Linked DNA regions of Capsicum annuum: region 1 is linked to region 2. Evidence: chromatin contacts called from public Hi-C data. All regions are on one chromosome and are shown on one strand. The core of a region is the stretch at or near the end of the contact, and the rest is flanking DNA. Distances in the headings are between cores, read along the strand shown.

Evidence for each region. A called contact is a pair of places that touch in the nucleus more often than the background predicts.
Region 1: a Hi-C map of leaf shows a contact between it and region 2, with 8 times the contacts expected there. The contact joins the promoter of LOC107875300 here to the promoter of LOC107874570 in region 2. A contact is called at or near these places in 2 of 5 Hi-C or Micro-C datasets (both in leaf).

The regions. Positions count from the first base shown.
Region 1 is chr6:227,764,491-227,767,190 of UCD10Xv1.1, forward strand. LOC107875300 (structural maintenance of chromosomes protein 1) reads left to right here and starts at 1,297. Exons shown (of 18, transcript XM_016721961.2): 1 at 1,297-1,962. The coding sequence starts at 1,534.
Region 2 is chr6:227,298,135-227,300,834 of UCD10Xv1.1, forward strand. LOC107874570 (photosystem II reaction center W protein, chloroplastic) reads right to left here and starts at 1,445. Exons shown (of 2, transcript XM_016721333.2): 1 at 1,029-1,445. The coding sequence starts at 1,125.

The DNA.
Region 1 (2,700 bases), core at 47-2,546, 470 kb after region 2:
TCACCTGCTACCTGAAACTATCATTGGTGGAATTTCAATGGCTGCCAATAGGGAGATCCGAGATTGCCACCATGTATTGATCCAAACGACAATACGATGTTAATCGAACTAATTTATTGTTGATTTAGAGACCGTTTGTACTTGAAAATACTGATATCTTTCATTTAAGCTTGATGGCGAATCTAAATCCACCATTGGCAGCCATTGAAGCTCCATTAGAGCTTCGATGTTTAAATTTTGATTTTTATGAAATGAGAGAGAGAGTTATTTCAAAAGATCAGGAACATTTTGGAGTTCTCATATATCAAATTTGAGATAATTTGGTCAAGGTTTGAATGATTTTTATGTCATATTTCAATGCCCAGTCGAAAGAAGAAGATACTAGAATACGATCTGGGTTTTGATTTATGGATCGAGTCAAGTTTTGGGAGAAAATAAATAATTTTGATTGAAATTGGACACTAAAAGTTGAATTGAGAATTTGGGTTTTGATTTATGGGCCAGGTTAGGTTTTAGAAGAAAATGAAAAATTTTGACTGAAATTGGACAATAAAAGTTGAATTGGGGGATTCCATCCAAATCAGGGGTATTCTTGAATACTTTGTTAACGGTAAGAACATATTTAGCCCTAAAGTATAACGAAAGGTAAATTTAGCCAACAAATTAAAGTAGAAAGAATATTTTTAACCCTTTTCCCTTATATAAACACTAAATACAAATAATTTTTTTTTAACCATTGAAGACCTGAAGTGACACATAAGGAATCCAAAGACTAGCCACAACTCTTTTCATTCTGGTCCTTGCTATAGGTTTACAAACAATCAAGCATATTATAATGAATAAATTAGAATGACAAATTCGTGTTAGTTTCTCGAGATCATGGTGAGGGCGTAATTTTATTTTTTAATCAAATTTATCAAGCAAGCGCCATACACAGTATGTCATTCATGAAAATCGAATGCGTGATCATATTAGCTTTAATATAGTACGAGTACTATTAGAAATAAACGTTTACCCTCATGTCAAATGACATATCTAGTAACATGTAAGGTATAACTCTAATTTTTAACCAAGCCCATTGCACACTTAGTAAATGACATGTTCGTTTGTCACTCTAACTCAAACCATCATACATAAAATGTTGAAGCTACTAAATAACAAAAATATCATGTAAAATTTCGAAAATAAAAATGTATACACAAACAGTTTCCTTTTAAATCGATAAGGATTATAAACACGATAAATTTAGGAGGCAGATTATGTATTAATGCTAAATTGATAAATTACCCGCGTTCGTTTTTTTCTTTTTTTAAAGGAGAGAAGAAGGGTTTCATTTTCCCTCTCATTCGTCTTTCATACGTTTTCCAAATATGAAACCCGAATTCCAGACCCGACCCGATACTCCATAAATTGACACATTTCCCGAGAAATAACACCCGCCAAAAAGAATCCCTCTTTCACTTCAACCCTAAATTCAATTTCCAAAAATCCACCATTTTCACTCGCTGAACACCTAAAGGTTTGCACTCCACGATGGCGTCGCCGGGCAAAATCCACCGGCTAGAACTGGAGAACTTCAAATCGTACAAAGGATTTCAAACAATCGGTCCGTTTTACGATTTTACAGCAATTATAGGACCAAATGGAGCTGGAAAATCTAACCTGATGGATGCAATTAGCTTCGTTCTCGGAGTTCGTACGGGTCAACTTCGGGGTGCACAGTTGAAGGACTTAATTTATGCTTTTGATGACCGTGAAAAAGAGCAGAGAGGTCGAAGAGCTTTTGTGAGACTAGTTTATCAGCTTGTTAATGGTGCGGAAATTCAGTTTACGCGTGCTATTACTAGTGCTGGTGCTAGCGAGTATCGGATTGATGGGAAAGCTGTTAATTGGGATGAGTATAACGCTAAATTGAAGTCACTTGATATACTTGTTAAAGCACGGAATTTTCTCGTCTTTCAGGTACCGTTGGTGGTTCATTGTTTTCAGTTTTAGCTTCTTTGCCTTAACTTTATAGTATGTAACAACACCCAGGACATTACCTGGTGTAATTCCACAATGGGTTACGGGGAGGGCAGAGTGTGCACAGACCTTAGCCCCCTATTGGGATGTAGAGACACTGTTTTGGGATAGACTCTCTGCTCAAGCAAAAGCATATCGCAAAAGAAATAAAACGAAATTATAGAAATCATAGTAAAATACTGTAAAAAGCATGACAAAGCATCCCGGAAACAAAGAATAATTACTACAATGTAATTATGCGACTATCAAAGTACAAGTGATCATAGATAGTAACAGAAATTGAAGGACAAGAAGTGGAGAAAGTACCATTTCTCGAAAAAAAGAGAAAGAAAGTAGTGTATAACAATTACAACACTCAATCCGAAGCAAGTTGCAGTCATTGACAGATGATGTAACCCTGTATAGTAAGTATAGAAGTGGAGCCTGAAGAAAATGGGCAATTTTCTACAACTAATTTAACTACACGATTGCACATTAATAAAGTATACACGGGCATCATATAGTACAAAAAATATTGCATTGATAGTGTATTTTGGTTTGCAGCAGAGTTCTTATTGATAAGGTAACATGGTTTGCCGCAGAGTTAAGCAGCTTTAAATATTTAGATATCCTCTGCACCTCATAACTTGGGTTGACATTTGAATCTTGTCATATAGGATAAATTGTGATGATTAAATG
Region 2 (2,700 bases), core at 195-2,694:
GTAATTAACAGTGTCAAAGTTCGACATACATTTCTTTGAAAACTTATTAATTATAATATTTTATAAGCAAAATTTTGATATTATTGAATATCATTAATTAGATTTAATATGAAAAAAATGTGTTATTCACCTATTTAAATTCAATGTATTTTTATATTTTGAACAATAATAGAAAGTTTTTGAAAAATATTAAATTCGTTAGATTTGTTTGCTAGATAGTTGCAACGGGTAACGTTTAATTTAAGCCTATCTCAAATTTTAAATTGCTAATTTTTTAAATAAAAAATAACTCAATGATCAAAAGATTAAAAGAAAATAAATATTATCAGTATAAGCTATGGAGAATATCTACCTTTTGAAATTGAAGAGAAGTTTATATTTTGAAATAAAATAAAAAATAACTCAATAATATCCACAATACATAAAAGAAAAAGTATGAAATAAATGACTGCTAAGTAGGAAGTCTTTTTTAATCAAAAGATAAATATATACATTTGAACAATAAGTGTAAAGAAACTTGAAAAATGAAAAAAAGGAGCAATAAAGAAGTATTGTTGTTGGGGTTCGAACCTGAGCAACCACGCAATAGAAAATTGAAAAATGATTAAAAGAGCAATAAAACATTGTTGTTGGGGCTCGAACATGAGTAGTCACACATTAAGTGTAACTTTCAAGTGGCATACCGAACCACCTCACCAATCAACCTAGTTGTTATTGTGGGTGCACAGCATATATTTAACATAATACTCTGATATATGTATATAGAGAGATATATACAAATCATATATACAGAGTTTTTCTCGAGGCTAGCGGGTGCACGTGCACCCGTTAGCCTCAATGTAGGTCCGCCTCTGCTATAGGTCAAAGACAAATTCAAGATCCTAACGTAACTTTTCATATTACTAATTCTCAATGCAGGTATTGAACACCAAGTGAGAAACCCCCAAAAAATAATCATATTACTCTCTTATTAGACAATCGCATATCGTTATCTTTCAGTTAACCAGATAGTATAAAAATGAACGTACCGAGAAGACAGGAGGGGCGGGATAGAGATGCTTTGTGCACGAGGCCAACACAGGCAACTGAAGAGGTTGTAATACAACCAGTGCTGCTGGTGGCCATTGTACTTCTCTGTGTTTTTCACACTCAGAAATGAGAGACCAGACACTTCAATCTTCAATATTAAGTAATATTAGGTACAATCTCTGCTGCAATTTGCATACACAAACACGTAGTATATTTCAGTTCAAACAGCCACACAACCTTGATCACTTAGATTGCTCCTCATCTCTTGCTAGCCAATATTAATATGCCAAGTGTCCTTCTTCAAGTTTATGTACATATAGTATAAAAAATGGAGTATATCACCCTTTCAATATAATTAATTAATGCATCGGGAAATGCATTGAACGATAAATAATTTTTAATAACAGCACATGAACAAGAAAATAAATAAATTAATAGAAAGGATATATGAATACAAAAGTGGTAAATTATCTGTTGGTTTCGAACAATTATTCTTGGATATCTGTTTTTAGCAGGGGTGTGCAAAAACCGAACCGATAAAAATGTTATTGGTTTATTATTATTGAATTATTGGTTTAATGGTTTGTTAATGATTTTATAAAAAAAAAATATTGGGTTATTGATTCGGTTCAATTTTTTCTTATTAGGTTATTGGATAAACCGATAACCCTATAAGAACATATATATATATATATATATATATATATATATGACTTGGTATATATTTTTCTTAATTTCTGTTTAATTTCTACCGATTAAAAACCTATTATTTCAATATACAAACTCTTAATTTCTCTTAACAATCTTTAGTTCAAACTTGAAGATTCTTGTAAATTAAAACACATTATGTAAGATTTTTTGTTGCAACTAAGATTCGATTTTTTTTTCATGTTAGTTACTACTATTTTTATTTTATGAGTATTTTTTTATCGGCTAAACCGAAAATCGAGCCGTTAAGTACTTAAAAACGATAAATCAAAAATCGATAAAAAATATCTTATTGGTTTGATTATTGGTTTAGTATATTCAAAAATAAAAAAATTGATAAATCGAACCAAATCAACCGATGCACATTTCTAATTTTTAGTATATAGTGAACAGATAAAAATAAACAAAAATTAAAGGAGTTGGCTGTCTTAATCCTTAATTTTGATTATACACTTTCAAAGTCTACTAGTCTAACAATTTGGCCTACTCTTTCCCCGGCTATTTCTAGGTAACCAAGCAATTCAGTAAAACAAAAAAAATACTCTCGCTCTATAATAAAAACACTCATGTAGAGAACCAATGGAAGAACATGTGAAATTATGTTTTGGAGTAGTTATGTTTTGATTAATATTTAAGATTTGAAAATTGATTAAATATATTTATGGTCAAGTCTTTCCATATTAGAAGTTATAAGAATTAATGATACTAATACTTTTTTTATTAGTTTAATAATTTTAAATTAACTAAATTTGATTTTAAGAAAATTTAAAAAATCTATAAATCTACATCTACATTTACTCAGCAAATTTGTTTTTTGCAAAGTTGCCAAATATTAGTATAGTACGTGTTAGTCCCCGAGACCCCGGGACATTGGTTTCCGTCAACAGTGAACTATTGAGGATCGCATTCCGCGCTATTTGTGATGTATATTGTTTTTGCTTTTTTATAGAATTAAGACTTAAT